Regions from separate parts of the Mus musculus genome. Here regions 2, 3, 4, 5 and 6 are each linked to region 1. Evidence: chromatin contacts called from public HiChIP or PLAC-seq and Micro-C data. All regions are on one chromosome and are shown on one strand. The core of a region is the stretch at or near the end of the contact, and the rest is flanking DNA. Distances in the headings are between cores, read along the strand shown.

Region 1 (2,700 bases), core at 117-2,616:
CAGAGGGCGCCGGGGAGGACGAGTGACCCGGGACCCCGGCTGCACCCAGAAAGAGAACGGCAGGCTGAGCTGCTCCCCCTTGGTGGCCCCGAGTTCCGGCAGCCCGCCCCCTGGGGGTCACTCGGCGCCCTGCCAGCCCGGGCTTCTCGGGTCGGAGCGCGCCCTCCTGGCCTTACGGAGCAGCGTTCTCGGCTGGCCGCGCGCCCTCCACGCCCGGGCCTGAGAACGCCGGCGCGGCCTCCGCTCTCCCCACCTGCCGAGTGACTCTGCGGAGCCGAGAGCTCGGCGCTGCCGGGGTTCCCCCCACCCATCCCCAGGACCGTGTCCCCCCCGGCCCCCCTGCCTCCCCTTCCCCAGGGCTCCCGCCGCGTCGCACACGCCGCCGCGTACAAGGACCGAGCGCACAGCGCCCACTACCGCAGCCGCGGCTAGGCGCAGCGCCGATCGCCCGCGCAACTTGCAAGCGGCCGCCTCGCAACTTTTCCCAACTCCATCGCGGCCGGCTGCGGCCACAGCCACCGCGGCTCCCTCGGAGCCCGCCACCCGTCCCAAACCCCAGAAACAAACAGAGCTTCAGAAAGGCGCCCTTCCCCTGCCCGCCCCCCCCCCACCCGCTTCCCCCCTCCTCCCGCTCCGGGAACTAGCTGGTTGGCCAGAGGCGACTCTCCCCCGCCTGGGGGGGGAAGGGAGGGGAGGGGGACACACTCTCCTCTCCCCCCACCCCTTCGCGCTCACTCGCGCGCGCCCTCCTCCCTCCCTCCCAGCTTTTTGCTGCCCCCACCCCCACCCCGGAGTTGCCACAGCTGGTCCTGGTGCGGGGCTCAGGGCTACCGCGCTTCCACTGCGCCCAGAGCAGGAGCCAGGGCGCGGAGGCAGGAATCGGCAGGTTGCTCCGGCTGCCGGCTGCGCTGTGCCTGCCTTCCACCCCAGGCCCCCCGCGCCAAAGCAGCCCGCGCTCTCTCCCCGTGCGCTAGACACAGATACGCAAGATGGCAGAGAAGGGGGGGAAGCCAATAGAAAAGGGATATTGCACCTACTTGTGGCCAGTTTCCTTGCCCTGCCTTTGGATCTCATGCTGTGCCCAGTCCTGCAGCCGCTGCTGGGTGGTTAGGTTTTTTTTTTCTTGGATCTTTTCCTTCTTTTGCTCTCTCTCTCCCCCTCCCTTCTCTCTCTCTCTCTCTCTCTCTCTCTCTCTCTCTCTCTCTCTCTCTCCTCTGTCTCACACACGCACACACACGCACACACTCGGTCTTTCACTCTCTCTCCCTCCCTCTCTCTCTTTCTCTCAATCCACACTCGCTATCTCTAGCATTGTCAGTTTGGACACCTTCGCACATGCGCGTTAGACGCCCCTCCAACATCTCAGCGCCGCCAAAAAAAGTTTGGAGCGATTTATCACTTTGATTTGGAGATCTTGTCAGATGGCAATCGCCGAGGAGGCGGAGAAAGGGAGCTACGGGGAGGGCGGCAGGGGGCGGGGAGCGAGCGCGGGGAGCTGGAGGGGAGCAGACACTTCGCCCAAACGGGAAAAAAAATAAAAAGAAAGAAAGAAAAAGAAAAGAAATGAAAAGTCTTGGACAGAGAATTGATTCGTGGGGCAGAGGACTATGTCTGTGTGGGAGTCAATAAGCCTGCATTATAATTATTATTAATGTTTTCTCCACCATAAATTACATTGTCTGTAGGGGAACCGAGCGGAGGAGGGAAAAAAAACTTTAGGATAAATCTTTCCGTCTACACAAGAACTAGGCTGAGGACTGGACCGTGAACGTGTTATCAGAAGGCGAGAAGCATCTTGAACTTCAGAGCTCTGCCCTTGCTGCCGCTCTCTCCTTCTGAAGTTCCTGGGGCTTCCGCTTTGGATGAATAACCGGTTCTCGATTTTAGCTGTAATACCAACGGTAGCTGCCATCCTAGGAACATTTCAGTAGTCTGTTTCCATCAAGTAGCAACAATCGCCCTTGATGCCCAGGTCCCGCCGGGCTGAACATTTGACATCCAAGACCTCCTGCCTTGCCTAAGGTCGGCCGGCACCTTCCGGCCTCCTGCTGCTACCCAGCCCGCCTGCCATTTCCACTCACTCACTGAAACCTACAACCTCTGGGGTCACCAGAAGGAGGAAGGGGGGAAATTCCATACGCATACCTAGAAAATACAAAACGTACATTGTTGAAATGTGCCTAATTACAGAATTTACTAATGAAGTGTGCAGGCAGAAATGAAGGCGCAAGGGGTTAGGTGTGTTCAAGGTATGAATCACTCCCAACTCAGTATGGATTTTTCTTAGTACAACCTTCTTGCATTAAACAGTTGTGTTCAATACCTTCCACGTGCTATTTATGTCTCCATTAATATCTGCTGCAAATCCTGCCAGACACCATAAAAGAAAATTGCCATCTTTTCCGTGCGGTGCTGCTACCATCCTAAAACTCAAGTCGGAAGAAGCAGGAAAGTCCTGGTCTCTCCTCTGAGAGAGCAAGGACGAGCAGGGTTGTTGGGAACTCAGTTGCACCTGTTGGTATTCATTTAGTTTGAGCTCAGACTGCGGTTGTGAGAGAGCGAATATCTAGGTTCAATTCCCAGGGGCTTCGGTGGCCAAGCTTACAGGACCTACCTCATCTAAGAATACCCACCACCTTTCCCTCCCCAGAGCTGTGTAATTCCAGGAGCATTCAGACATAAGATACAGGTCCCTAGAGA
Region 2 (2,700 bases), core at 23-2,522, 390 kb before region 1:
TTGCCTGGATCTAACATATATGTTTAGCTATCAGCAGGGAAAGATGTAGTACACAGAGCTAGTGAGACGGTTCTGTGGGTACAGGTAGATGCGGGACAAGCACCACTACTTCAGTTTGATCCCAACCCTACTTTTAAAAAGCTGTCTGCAGTAGAGGGGAGGCATACTTGCCACCCCAGCACTCCTATGTGTGCGTGTAAGTGTAGACATAATTGGCTGGAAGGTACAGAGCAGATCTCCTGAAGAAGAAAGCACAGGAACAGAAATAGTGAGAGAGATGCTGCTTCCAAAACCACATGGAAGAAGAAGACTAACTCCTGAAAAGTGTGCTCTAGTCCCCACAAGTGCCCTGTGGCAAGGAGTGCTCTCTCTAGCTTTCTTCTCTCTCCCTCTCCCCTCTCCCCTCTCCCCTCTCCCTTCTCTCCCCTCTCCCTTCTCTCCCTTCTCCCTTCTCTCCCCTCTCCCCTCTTCCCCCTTGTCTCTGTCTCTGTCTCTCTCTCCTTGCTCGCTCTCTTCTTGCTCTCTCACTCTCTCTTGCTTTCTGTTTCTCTGTCTCTCTTTTTCTCTCCCTCTTTTCCTTCCTTCCTTTATCCCTCCCTCCCTCTCTCCCCTCCCTCCCTCCCTCCCTCCCTCTCTCCCCCCATCATACACAGTAGAGCAAGGGGGTCTATGTGGCAGTAATTCAGTAATGAGAAATGATGAACAGGCAGGAAAGATGGGAGAGTGTATCTAGATTTCGTGCTCCCACTTTCTGGTACCCACTTGTCATGATTTTGCTGATGTAGAGATTGAGGCCAGGATCTGTGACTTCCCAGCATCCTAGTACTTGCAGAGCAGGCCTAGAGCCATTTCCAGATTTTCACGAGGCAGGGATACTGATTCTCTGGAAAAGAAAGTCCTTGTGCAGCAAAGCTGGAGCTGAGCAAACACGAAGAACGTGATGACACACTTCCAGAGAGACAGCCAGCACGAAGATCATGCACCAGAGAAACTGACTCATAAGGGGCCCGTAAATGGGAATTCAGGGTGTTTCTAATCTTAGAGTTAGTTCTAAATAGAATTAAAATGATACCCATGAAGAAAGAAGAAGAGGAAGAAGAATGCTGGAGAAATAGAATGCCCTTGTCAAATGTACCTGGAATTTGTTAATGATCTAATAGACATTATAAACACCAAAGTGTGTCGAAAGTATTTGAAGAAACTGGTCATCCTTTTTCACTTTGTGAGTAATATCTGGGAATGGGATAAAAAATAATGATGGCCTCTAGGGAAGGTTTAAGAATGAGGTAATTTGCATGTTTCTTCCAGAAAACATTGAGTGTATCCTTCTCTTCTGCCAGGATAATTTTAAATGGTTGGCATCTAAACTGAAAAATCTCTGCAAATGTTGATCAATGTCCTGGTGCGGCTCTATATTTATGTCAGTGTGACAGTTCATTCTGGACTTGTACAGTGAAGCTAGGCAACTATTCAGTCTTCATATTTTTATTCAAGGCTTGAAGAAAATCCTAAAGTTCTGGGTAGACCTGAGTCTTAGATTCTGGTTCTTCTAAAGCTAGAGCAACAGCAACTCAACCAAGGAGGGAAAAATGGTCACTTCTCTGGAGAAATCTTGACTATTTATATTATTCCCTCTGCCTCTTCTGTCACATAATATTCTGGCCTTTCTCAACAACCAAGTAAATTTTGTGGACAAATGCTTCCACTTCCATCAGAGATGTAGCCAATAGAGTGTATGCCAATGTAAGCTAAGCTTGATATATTTTCTACAAGAAAATAACTATCCTACATCCCAACTATCAGATGGAGTACTCATCTATGAATGAATAAATTTCAGAGAAATAAGTGTGACAAATATATTGGAACAAAATATACAATGATTCTGAAATGCATAATTAATAGTTGAAGGTGTGTCAGGGTTTATTTACTTATAAAGAAACTATGTGTTTATAGTTTGAAAGTAAAACCCAAAGTTGTGAGGCCAGTTATTCAACTCATGCAGATGGTTGCTAATCTCATGAAGTCTCATCAACATGGCTGCCTAGGCAAGACTTGAACAGTGATGCCATCAATAGACAAGCTAGTGTAGACGGGAGGAATCGAACAGGTCCTCAACTTAGACAATTATGGGCAACTGCACAATTCTGAGTGGCAGATACAGTCTTCCTCCAGGAAGACTCCTTCAGTTGAACATTTGATACAAAGTGGTTGGCCATGATGTCATATACATTTAGGTATACGGGTAACATTATATGGATTTGAGGATGTAGTATATATATATGTGAGTGTGTGTGTGTGTGTGTGTGTGTGTGTGTGTGTGTGTGTGTGTGTGCGTGCGTGTGTGTGTTTATGAGAGAGAGGAGGGAGAGAGAGAAAAGAAAGAGAAAAGAAGAGAGAGAGAAGGAGAGAGCAAGAGGGAGAGAATAATGACAATTAAAGAAGCCACGACTTTGAGATTAACAAGAGAGGTGCATGGGAGGAATTAGAGGGAGGAAAGGGAAAACAATGTGATAACTTCAAAAGTATTATTTTAAAAAGTTACATGTGACCACATACTGATACAGCTATTCTAACTTCTGAGTGACCTGTCTCATTAAAGGTGGCTTAGCCATCCTTGTTCTAAGCCCTGAGTTGAAGACTTCCTGGCTCCTTCTCGGAGGTCTCTGCTTGGCAGGGCTCTCATTGCTTGATTCTCATCGC
Region 3 (2,700 bases), core at 51-2,550, 320 kb before region 1:
GATGTTTAGACCAGAATGATCTTCAACACTACCAAAATGTCACAAATTTGATAGTGAGTACACCTCTTTCAGAAGGGTGCTGCTTCCACACTAAGGCTTACTCATCCCCAAGACAGATCTAGGGGCATGTCATGTACATTGCTAGATTAGCCACATCCATGGAAACCCCTCTCAAGCTCTAGTGTGAAACTCCATCATTAAAAACCACTTCAAGCTCTTTCTCCAATGGACCACAAATGACCTAATAATGTCCCCTCTGTGGAAACTAAGAGATCATATGATGAATTCTTTTTAGAGAAGTGTTTCATTCATTATTCTTAAAAAGAAAAAAAAAAAGTCTTAAAAGTAGAAAATGCTGATGAATGGCTACTACAAGTAAATAATTCCAATTCATCCATCAAAAGGCTCATACAAGGATACAGCTTGTGTCTGGGGAAAGGGGTTAACAATTCTCCAGGAAGAACAAATAATAGCATGAAGCGAGCCTGAAACCTGAGGACACAGGGTTATTGATACTCATGCATACGCTTCACAACTGCTAACTAACGGAGGAAGTGCTACTGCCCCATCCAGACCTATGAAGGAAGGAGCTTCAGGAGACCAGAATCAGTGCTCAGTAAATAGATACCATGTGCTCAGCTCCTTCTTCCCAAGAAGTGTGTCTTTCTTCCTTCTAAGGCCATTACTAGGGAGTTCTATTTAACAACAAAATATGAATTCCACAGTGGATTCCATGAGGCAGAACACTGCTAGATCTATCTACCTGTGGCCTGGAAACACTGGGAAGATCTATGAAGCTACAGAAGACAGAGAGAGACAGAGATATCCAGACAGATAGACCAAAGAATATCTCAAGACAACAAGGTATCAAAACTGCAATGCTAAAGCAAGAAATTAATTTGGGCCAAGGTCTATGCCTATCTGTAATAGAAAAACCATTTACCAAATATGACCACAGTCCCTCTGCCCAAGAGGCCACCAAAGAACTTGAGTGTATTGCCTTTCCAGCTTCTCTTCAAACAATGGATCCTTGTTCCATGCCCTCCCAGCTGTGACAGGCATGATAAAAATGGAGGTTGTTTTTATATTCTCTGTGCTATTTTGACACTGACAGCAGCATGGTCATTTGCCAAATAATCAGAGCACGCTGGCATTTTTATAAATAAAGTGCTGGGGTTTGACAGTAATCTGTGCAAGGAGGACTTGGAGGACGGACAAAACATGCCTTCTTTCCCATCCTAGGAAACAGGCTTCCTTGGCGATTTTTCAACACACGTAAATGTCTTTTGACCAAAAGGCAGCTAGGAGTACAGCTATGACATCAGCCCAGCCCAGCAAAATGACACAGGGAAGTGGTTCTCCCTCCTCTATGGCTTGCAGGAATGTGTTCCTGGAACTTGGTGCATTATGCAAGGAGGATTTTATTTCATGCAGAAGAGGCACGGGTGTGGGAGAGGACAGAGGCTAACTGAGGCTCTGCACTCTCCACAGTATTCAGTGCTCACATAGATGGCTCTGTTCCTCTCTAGAACCCTAGTTCCTAGCTTAGAGATGAGCAAACCACATGTACCCTGGTGAGGTAACAAATGCTGTGTCTGCCACAGTCCAGCCAAGAAGGACTTGAGCATAAGAATATTCAAACCAAGACGAAAGGATGCATGCATGCCCTCTGTAAGAAAAGGATCTTTGAGACTTGAAGGTGTTCAAACACCTACTCTCCACTATATACATATATTCTATATATGTTTGCCTTTTAAAAAAGCAGTTGTTTGCCTTTAATCGCAGCACTTGGGAGGCAGAGGCAAGCAGATTTCTGAGTTCGAGGCCAGCCTGGTCTACAATGTGAGTTCCAGGACAGCCAGGGCTATACAGAGAAACTCTGTCTCGGAAAAAAAGAAAAAAGCAGTTGTTTTAACAGGTTTCAAGAAATTTTTATAAGTAACGTCTCTCAGATTTTCTCTTAGGAGGCTTTCTGGTAAGAATATTTAATTATTATTTGGTAAGTGAGAAAAACTGACCTTCAAGAAGCTTAGGCAAAGCCGCAGGTCCAGCTAAGGAGATGGGATTCAGGAAAGATTGTCCAACCCCTCTCGCTCCCTCCACTGCAGGGCCTTCCATGTCTTGGATTCTTCCCACAGGCTGAACGTGCTAGAACTCCAGAGCCCAAACTTCCCCAGCAGTACAGGAAGAGGGGCTGAGGACCTTGCCGTTGGTACCGTGTGCCAGGAGGAACTTGCTCAGACAATCCAACTATGGGGACTTTTCACTGGGTATTTCCATAGTTGTTTCCAGCTACTTGACTCCCTGATCCCAGCAAAGTCAGACCACACTCTGTAAGGACAAGGCTTGCCTGTGGATATCAGTCCTACAGTTAACAGCTTTCACACTACAAGTAGCTGGGCTTCCTGGGAAACAGAGCTAAGTCTAGAACGATTTGTGGCATGCATAGGATATAACTCTCCTGCCTTTGAGATGCCATGTAAATAGGGAGACATGGAAGCATGCTTAGGGATCACAGCAGCAAAGGGCTGGGCAAGGCCCAGGAGCACAGAGCAGGGTCCAGCTTGTGTCACTCTCAGATGGTTGCTAGAATGTACTTCTAGCAATGACTAAAGTCAGTGTGTCACTGTTTGGCTACCAAATTCCAAATGGATGTAGACAGACTTTGATCTCTGCCAGGGAAACCAGAAACACTGAATA
Region 4 (2,700 bases), core at 139-2,638, 490 kb after region 1:
TATCTGGCACCCCTTTCTGACCTCTGCAGGAACCAGGCGGTGTGTGGTGCTCATACATAAAATAATAATTAAAAAAAATGACCATCAGCAATCAATCCATATTTAACGTGATGATGCAGCCTCTAATTGTTAAAAAAAAAAAAGTTATTTAGTGGAAATTTTCATATACTCCAAATTTGTGGACGTTGGATGAAGCTAGTACCAAGCTAAGTGTCACACATAGTAGCTCTGATAAAGCAAGCAACCAAATCTAATGTATGATTATAAAGAAAGCTGCTGGGTAGTGGTGACACATGCCCTTAATAGGACCCAGGAGGCACTAGCAGGCGAATCTCTGAGTTTGAGTCTAGCCTGACAGAATGAGTTCAAGGACAGCTACAGAGAGAAAACCTCTTACCAACCAAAAACAAACAAACAATAACAAAAAGAAAGCCATATCTTTGCTTATTTCAACAATTTGCACATGTTGCTATCTGAGCTGACCTGGTGGCTAGATTCAAGCTACCTTAAGGGTAGAGTAAGTGATACAGGCAAGATCTGAGGAAGTCCGAAAGTAAGTTACACGGACAGATTTTTTTTTCTAATTCTCGACCAGACTAGTGTAAGTAAAATAAATGCTAATGAACTGACACACTAGTTAAGTATTCACTGGGCACTTTCTTCTATAGAATGGCAATATTCACGGGTTGAGGGCCTTGAAGAAGTCTCTCTCCTGTGGTATCTCCCAATTGAGTTTCTTCTTTCGTTGCATTCACTAATGCTTTTGCTACCTACATTATTAAATTCTCCCCGAAAAGGATTTGCTGAGCAGGTAATCAAATCTTGTTCCCCCAAAAGGGAACTGTTTAATTTCAATGATCAATGAAATTGACATGGAGAATTTAATTGGAAGGAGATTCTACATCTTGACGAAGCCATCTTTCCAGTGCCCTCAGATACTCAAGCGGTTTTCAGGACTTCCATGCCTACAACTCCCGGGAAGCACAAGATCGAAAACGCGGCACTCTACACTTAAGGAACAAGTCCCAGAATCCCACCGGGACTCCAAATCCCAGAATCCCGCGCAGCAAATACATTCCGGAAGCGTGGCGGGCTAGCTGGGACGAGACTAAATAGAAGAAATAGGGGAAGCAACCTTGAGCGTGGGTGCTCTGTAGGTTGTTTTGTAGAAATCCTTCCATTTAAAGGCGTGGTTTACAATTACTTATATTAATATCCAAGTATATTCCCATTTCAGAGCGTCTGTTAGTAGGCTGGTGGGTTCTGTTCCCTCTGCTAGCCTCTTCTCCCCCCCGTGAGGATGAGAGCGCCGGGGCTCCGCGACTCCTGAGCCCGCCCTGCCGCGGAATGCGGCCTTGGGAGCGAGCGTGGTGGGAGGAGCCGCGGCGGGAGGCGTGTTGTGCCGGGCGGAGGGAGGAGCGCTGGGGCTCGGGCTTGGCGGCGAAGCGACCCCTTGCTCGCTCCGCGCCGCGGGCTAGGCGTGTTGGTCGGCGAGGCGGGCGGCCACGGCTTCCCGACAGGCTCGGGAGGCCGAGACCCTCGCGGCGCCCGGCGCTGCCCCGGCCCCCTCGGCCTCCTGCGGCGAGGCGGGGGAGTGAGGAGATGCCGACCCAGAGGGACAGCAGCACCATGTCCCACACGGTCGCGTGCGGCGGCGGCGGGGACCATTCCCACCAGGTCCGGGTGAAAGCCTACTACCGCGGGTGAGTGTTGGCGGTCAGGGACCCGAGCGATCGTGGGGGCGGCGAGAGGTGCGGTTGGTGGCACCCTGGACGTATGAGTGTAGGTCGCCAGGAGTCGGCGGAGGAGAGTGGGCGCAACCGGAGGGGAGGACAAATCAGCTGACGGAGAAATTTGCAACTGTTTCGGGACTGGGTGGATTGAAGATTTCGAGGGAAGCCTCTGTTCACTCACTACTGTGGGCACGCAAGCCTGGACTGCTTCGTTAGGTGGCTCCTTTCATTGCAGACAGGCCTGAAGCCTCCGTCTTATAAATCAGGTTTACATCTATCCTTCGCCGTGGGAGAGTTCATGAAATAAGTCTGGACTATGGTCAGAGAGCCGCTATAGGTGTTAGAGTTAGTACCAAAGTCGATACTTTTTAATAGGATGTGCACTGGATCCTGGGTGGTCAGAATTAAGGTGCAAATGTGCTGACCCACATTTTGGAAGTTAGGGTGAGCTATCGAAAGGTGAGAAGCCAAGGCTTTAAATTCTAGAAACGATCTTTACCCCACTTGATTACCAAACGTTTAAACTAATGTCTCTGCCAAAAGTAATCCAGTTCTGAGCATAGCCCAAATCATTTTCTATCGTGACTTATCATAAAGTTCTTCCTCTCCTTTGACTTCAGTGTGTGGTTTGAGATAATTTAGGATCTCTGCTGAGGTGAAAGGCCAGCGTGAGCATAAAGACTGGAGAGCAGGGATTAACAGAAGACCTCTCTGCTTGTCTAGGCAGAAATAAATTGCTTTTAAAAGCTTCAAGTGCTACAAGGTTAAAAGAGCTGTGCGTGCTTTCACATTCCTGAGGGGATCAGTGAAGATAGCAGACCTTCCCGGTTCTTTCTTGTTTTCCTTTCAAGAGAACTGAAGCTGCACATGTCTTAATGTGTACATGTAAGGCCTTAGATTTGTGTGTTATCTTCCAGCCTCTGACATTGACTGATTTGGGACTAATTCGTAGAATTTGCAGTAGACA
Region 5 (2,700 bases), core at 48-2,547, 420 kb before region 1:
CTCTGCCTTCATCATTGGAAAAGTCTAAGGGGACAGGCATTTTTCACTTTTACCATCTGAAAATAGTGCCTGGTCTACACTGGGTCTCAAAATCACGTTTGCTAAATGAATGAATCAGGCGATGAGGATTGAAAGAGCTACAAGACAGAAAAGCTTTATGAAAGCATAAACTCCACAGTTGGGTTATTCGGATTCAAAATCTGTTTTTGCCATTTATTGGTTGCCTGACCTTAAGAGAAATCGATTTGTTTATACTTGATTCCATTCTCAGTCTGTACAATAGAGAGTCCCATATACCATGCCCCATAGAGAGAATAATTAAAATCATCCCTTGTAGACATCTACATTGTTTCTGGAACCATAATAAAGTAACTGCTCTCATTGCTATTACTGTCATCAAAATTTCCAGAAAGATCACCCTGATAATTCTGTGCCATGAGTTAGTAGTCATGAATAGAAATTTCTAATAAATAAACATTTTGGACTAAACTCACACATTATTCCAGTTTCCCTTTATATCCTTCTGTTTGGCTCCACAATCAATGGCCCCATTATCCATGGAGAATTGCTTCTTCCCTCCCTTACTCTCAGAATGTGGGGAGTTTGATGTTCATGTTGGTCTCTTTGCTCCATTTGAGTGGCTTGGGCTCCTGGCTTTGTGATCTACCTACCCAGCTTCAGAACTAGAAACTCATATTTCAGGGAGTGGAAGAAGCCACCAGACATCCTTCCCGTTTGCTTTCAAGTGAATGGGACTGAGAGATCACAATGTATCTATCCTCTATGTGTCCCAAGAGGAAAGGCACACAGAAAAAGTAAAAAAGGGAAAATGCAATTCTGTTTCTGGCTTTTCATTATTCATTGTGCATCCCACTCATTCACGTTTCTATTGGTTGCATCTATTCACCTGAACTCTGTGCAGAGGACTTTAAATGGATTCAAAGATGATTCAGACGTCAGTTCTGTCACCAGGTAGCTTTGGCCCCCAAATACAGCTTTGTCTCACCTGATGTCTCACCTGATGAGGAACAGGTGACAGTCTTAAGCGGAATTGATTTCCTCACTAGTTTCTGGTGAATTTGGTCTCCTTGCAGTTAGTCCAACTTCTGATGTCCAAAATGGCAACGGCTGACATGTGTCCCTATTTAAATTTGAATGAGTTAAAACTTCATTTCCTGGGGCCATTGGCCAAAAGTAGCTACAGGCTCTGGTACTGGACTACACAGACAGTTCCTTGAAGGAGTGCTTTCCCTGGAACCTGAGATACTGATAAATAAGCAAGTTACAAAGACTTTTCCGGGGGTCCAATGTTGATTTGATCTTAGCCAGCTTATTAAGGCAAACAGTCAAAATGGCAAGCAATAATTATTGGCTGAGATTCTAAATTGGTGTAAGGTAGATATGGTTTTGAAATTAATTCCAAACACCGGCTGCCCTTGGTGCCTTGTTATAGCGTCTTATCCCTGCCATTAGACAACAGTGAACTCCACATATGGTGCCCTGACTGGTCACATGATTTTTTAATATCCACACGATGGCACTAAAATGGCCTATTAGATTTACAGTGTCATTAACCTTCCAAAATAAAATGAGAGTCTGCTCTGGCAGGGGGAAGAAAGTGTGAGTGCTGTTGGGTTTTGGGTAACCAGTCTGTGAGGAAATGCTGACAGGGGTCAGCGTGACATCATCTTTCATTCAGCCCCAAAGCTGTCAGGCCCTCCCCAGATGTCTGAAACGCAGATATAAATTTTCATTATCCGGCAGCAAAGGGCCAGAGGTACACCAAATGAATTTTTTACCAATCAAATTATAGCTCGTTGCCAGATTAAGTGTAAACACTAATTTTGTGAAGTTTTCTTCTGGTCATTTATCTCCAACTCCACAAAGTAACCTCGCTGAAACTGAAAAGATTTAGAAATTAAATTATTGTTTTTATAATCTTGTTGTGGACACCACAAAATTGAATGAAAAGAAATTCCATTAATAATGAACAGTGCCGTCTTCTGCAGAACAATTAGATTTTTTTTTTTTTAAAGAAAAATGCAAAGCCAGGGCAAATGGGAAGGAACTGGTAGCCTAGCTTCACCATTCTGGGCCTTGATCACTCTACCTATGCATTGGTGAGCTAAATAGCACCATCACTGGTGGCTAAGAATGGGCTAAGAATGACTGTAAGAATTCATGCTCCCGTATTGGCAAATTTAATGTCCTTGATCCTCTGTTGTATTTGATTTGTAGAAGACAAATAATTCCCAGTTAAAACATTTAGCAGGATTGTACAAGAGCACATGTATTTATTCCTGGGAACTAGAACTCATTCTCCCTTACAAGTAATGGGGAGAATAGCCTGTTTTTGTCTCTGTTATACTCTGATGTCACAGTGCAGTGTAGTTATACTATAACAGGATAGATAGTCTATTGTCAACAGTGTCCACATCCTTCATATACATAGAAACGCTGTGCATGTTTCTCTGGTGTTAGGAGTGCCATCTCCTCTCATTTAGACTCTGGAGACCCTTTGTACTCCTTCAAGCTCTATCTGCTCTGGGGACTGCCAGGGTGTAGGCCTGTCCTCAGCAAGCATGGCATGGAGGGGCCGGTGGGGGATGACAGGGAGAAGCATTTGTGGCATGGGCTGCACAAGGCTGAGCACATCCAGAAGCCTTACCATGCTTAAGACCCAGAAATGCTTTTCAATAG
Region 6 (2,700 bases), core at 160-2,659, 460 kb after region 1:
AGTAGCTGTCACCCCAGGCTCAGAAGGCCCCATGAGAATCCACTGGATTCCTCCTTCCTTGTCTGTCTTTTTCTCCTGAGAAATAAAAGTTGAACCGGCTGGCATTCCCACCGTCGACAAGCCTGTAACAAGAACATTTACTTCTCTTTCTTAAAAATCAAAACAAAATAGGGTGTCACTACGTAGCTCAGGCTGGCCTCAATGAGACTCAGGAGTCTCCAGCCACCATAGGCTGTATTAACAGCTCCAATATACAAGGGAGAAAGTAAGGTGAAAGGAAAAACAGATGGGGCTGCTAACTTCTTTTAGTGGGAGCTGAATCACATTTTTAGACGTTCTGCTGTTCATTTCCTTCCAATCAGCAAACCACAGTATCATATGGCACCTGCTCAATACTACACTCAATCAGCAGTAAGGTAAAATCTTGAAACTACTGCGTGTCAAAACACTTTGGCACCGGGACCAATGGCATCCAAGCCACCACCGTAAACCCTGGCCTTTCAAAGTCTTATTCTGCTCAGCTGTGCTCTCAAAGCCCAAAGGCGGGCGAAGAAGACAGTGAGTTCTGACGAACCAAAAATGGTCAGGGAACCTAGACAGTAATTCTAAACATTGGATGTGTGCAACTGGGCAAACCATCGCTTTACATTTCGAGGCCTGGTACAAAAGAACACTTTCGGGGAGCGCACGGGCTTGGCACGGAAATACTTGCCGCGTTCAGCTCTGGCACTCCAGAGGCCTACCCGGGAACCTGAAGTTTCAAGTCGCCAACTGAGCATAGCATCACAGCGCTACCCAAGAATGCGGCCCTCCAGGGAGGGAGGCTCGCCGCCGCAGCCCGAGCCCGGAGGGGGACTGCAAGGAAAGGCCGGGGAGGTGGGGAGCCTCGGCCGTGGGCCGCAGCCGCTGTCCGGACGCCTCCCTGCGCCTCCCCGCGCCCCCGCCGCACGGACGGACGGACGGACGGACAGACAGACGGCTACGGGCCCGCAGGAGCCAGCGCGGAGGCCCGGCGGCGCCTGCCCAGCCGGACACACCTCGGCGGGGACCGCGGCTGGAATGACAGCCCCGGCCGAGCGCCGCAGGGCTCGCGTCCCGGGAGAGCCCGGAGACTAGGGTCCCCCGGGTAGCTGTGCGCTTAGGACCACACAGCCCCGGGACCGCACGGCGCAGCACGCACTCCCGAGGGGAGGCTGGCTGGACCTGCCATCCTCCTCCCACAGTCGGGCTTCTCCACCACGCCGTGGCTCCCGCCTCGCCTCCGCCCTGCACCGCCAGCCTCGGAGCCCCAAGAGCTGCCTCGGGGGAACGTGTCGCAGCCCTCACTCGCCCCCCGGTTACGACATCAGTCACCAGCAAGTCACTCACTCCGCTTCCGCCATCTTCTCTCCTCCATCACTAACACGAAGTGCGCATGCGCCTCCTTTTCCCCCTGCAAGAGCCAAGAGCCGAGGGGCGGGATCTGGGGGGCGGGGGGCGCAGAGGTCACGTGAGGCCAGCGACTGCCAGGCTCCCTCCCACCTCAACTCTCTCTGTGAGGTGGCCTGTGTTTCCCTAAGTGGTCCTTCCCAGACACCCTCTATTTCTATGGCTCAGAATCTTTGTCTTAGCCCGGGGTCTGCGACGAATATAGAAAAAGTTCTGCTTAGCGCTGGAAATGTAGAAGTTGCTAGAATACTTTCAGAAACGTGCATCAAGTCTTAGGTTCAATACCCAGCCCCACATAAACCAGACATGGCTAGGCCCTTAGAAAGTGTTGTTTTGAATAAAAATTCAAAGTCATCCTAGACTATATAATGTAAAACAGAAACCCCATGATCCTGGTTCTATAAGAAAGCAGACTGAACAAGCAGCAGCCCTCCACAGCCTCTGCATCAGCCTCTGCATCAGCTCCTGTTTCCAGGTTCCTGCCCTACTTGAGTTCCTGTTCTGATTTCCTTTGGTGATGAACGGTGCTATAGAAGTGTAAGCCAAATAAACCCTTTCCCTCATGTCCTGCTTTGGGGATGGTGTCCCCATACCTTGCAAGGGTAAGCTTCTGTTTCCTGAACCTAAGATATCCTGAAAACCATGCTTTTTAACCTCTGCTGAATTTGTAACCCCATGATGTATACTCCTTTGCCTTGCTAAACTCCTGAACATCTCTGATGACTCCCCTTCCATATAGTGTCTTACCCTTGTATACCTCACAGCCGGCCTTGAGCCCTGAGTCCCCCCATTCTTCTGTCCTGGTGCTAACAGCCAACGCTCTCAACAGCTGTAATCTATCAACCCTAATCCTTGCCCCACAACAGAGACCTCAAAAGCCAGTGAGGGGCTGCTTTCTGAAACCTGAACTTGGATGAGGCAGCCTTTAGCCAGTCTAAGTATAGCTTGCTTAATCAGACAGTTGTGGAAATGTTTTTCCCCACCTCGGGTCTAACAGAAATTTTAAGGCTAGCCTGGGATATGTAAGACTGTGTTTAAAAAAAAGAAAGAAAGAAAGAAAGAAAGAAGAAAAATTAACTACAACTATAAAACATTAAAAATATGTATCCAAAATAGTCTGAAAAGTGGATTTTGTAGACATACATACACAGTGTGACTTTGCTTCATAGATCCAAGAAATAAGCAAATCTCTGTTGCTCTTGACTGAGAAAGAAGCATAGTGATCGTAAACAGTGTCTCCTATTTCCTGAGATGAAGTGCACTAATCTCAGT

The links. A called contact is a pair of places that touch in the nucleus more often than the background predicts. HiChIP or PLAC-seq counts read pairs in DNA pulled down with a chosen protein or histone mark.
Region 2: an H3K27ac HiChIP or PLAC-seq map of embryonic fibroblasts shows a contact between it and region 1, with 11 times the contacts expected there. The contact joins the enhancer-like site here to the promoter of Mecom in region 1. A contact is called at or near these places in 1 of 39 promoter capture datasets (embryonic stem cells), 2 of 484 Hi-C or Micro-C datasets (nephron progenitors and ventricular fibroblasts), 14 of 115 datasets of contacts at active chromatin or transcription factors (the NIH/3T3 cell line, bone marrow-derived macrophages, craniofacial prominence and 10 more) and 1 of 9 other capture datasets (embryonic stem cells).
Region 3: an H3K4me3 HiChIP or PLAC-seq map of stem cell-derived neural progenitor cells shows a contact between it and region 1, with 3 times the contacts expected there. The contact joins the enhancer-like site here to the promoter of Mecom in region 1. A contact is called at or near these places in 1 of 39 promoter capture datasets (the SN4741 cell line), 15 of 115 datasets of contacts at active chromatin or transcription factors (bone marrow-derived macrophages, craniofacial prominence, embryonic hindbrain and 9 more) and 1 of 9 other capture datasets (embryonic stem cells).
Region 4: a contact with region 1 is called in an HNF4G HiChIP or PLAC-seq map of pancreatic cancer cells. The contact joins the promoter of Prkci here to the promoter of Mecom in region 1. A contact is called at or near these places in 1 of 39 promoter capture datasets (pre-B cells) and 2 of 115 datasets of contacts at active chromatin or transcription factors (embryonic stem cells and pancreatic cancer cells).
Region 5: a contact with region 1 is called in an H3K4me3 HiChIP or PLAC-seq map of embryonic limb bud, with 4 times the contacts expected there. The contact joins the enhancer-like site here to the promoter of Mecom in region 1. A contact is called at or near these places in 4 of 484 Hi-C or Micro-C datasets (LSK cells, embryonic fibroblasts, muscle stem cells and 1 more), 16 of 115 datasets of contacts at active chromatin or transcription factors (bone marrow-derived macrophages, cardiomyocytes, craniofacial prominence and 10 more) and 1 of 9 other capture datasets (embryonic stem cells).
Region 6: a Micro-C map of embryonic stem cells shows a contact between it and region 1, with 6 times the contacts expected there. The contact joins the promoter of Phc3 here to the promoter of Mecom in region 1. A contact is called at or near these places in 3 of 484 Hi-C or Micro-C datasets (all in embryonic stem cells) and 2 of 115 datasets of contacts at active chromatin or transcription factors (embryonic stem cells and pancreatic cancer cells).

The regions. Positions count from the first base shown.
Region 1 is chr3:30,508,393-30,511,092 of GRCm38.p6, forward strand. It overlaps Mecom (MDS1 and EVI1 complex locus), which reads right to left and starts at 1,367. Exons shown (of 16, transcript NM_001370769.2): 1 at 1,038-1,367. The coding sequence starts at 1,074.
Region 2 is chr3:30,120,064-30,122,763 of GRCm38.p6, forward strand. The region is part of intron 2 of Mecom (MDS1 and EVI1 complex locus); the gene reads right to left. Among named protein-coding and RNA genes, the nearest start is that of Mecomos, 100 kb to the left of the region's middle. Within about 2 kb of position 1,273, at least 36 of the 459 cell types and tissues checked have an H3K27ac peak or open chromatin away from gene starts, as enhancers often do. A contact at or near this core is called in the NIH/3T3 cell line, embryonic fibroblasts and pancreatic cancer cells, where this site is marked.
Region 3 is chr3:30,186,976-30,189,675 of GRCm38.p6, forward strand. All of the region lies in intron 2 of Mecom (MDS1 and EVI1 complex locus), which reads right to left. Among named protein-coding and RNA genes, the nearest start is that of Mecomos, 170 kb to the left of the region's middle. Within about 2 kb of position 1,301, at least 32 of the 459 cell types and tissues checked have an H3K27ac peak or open chromatin away from gene starts, as enhancers often do. A contact at or near this core is called in neural progenitor cells and stem cell-derived neural progenitor cells, where this site is marked.
Region 4 is chr3:30,994,383-30,997,082 of GRCm38.p6, forward strand. It overlaps Prkci (protein kinase C, iota), which reads left to right and starts at 1,389. Exons shown (of 18, transcript NM_008857.3): 1 at 1,389-1,703. The coding sequence starts at 1,603.
Region 5 is chr3:30,084,759-30,087,458 of GRCm38.p6, forward strand. All of the region lies in intron 2 of Mecom (MDS1 and EVI1 complex locus), which reads right to left. Among named protein-coding and RNA genes, the nearest start is that of Mecomos, 66 kb to the left of the region's middle. Within about 2 kb of position 1,298, at least 5 of the 459 cell types and tissues checked have an H3K27ac peak or open chromatin away from gene starts, as enhancers often do. A contact at or near this core is called in embryonic limb bud, where this site is marked.
Region 6 is chr3:30,968,006-30,970,705 of GRCm38.p6, forward strand. Phc3 (polyhomeotic 3) reads right to left here and starts at 1,410. Exons shown (of 15, transcript NM_001165954.1): 1 at 1,369-1,410. The coding sequence starts at 1,382.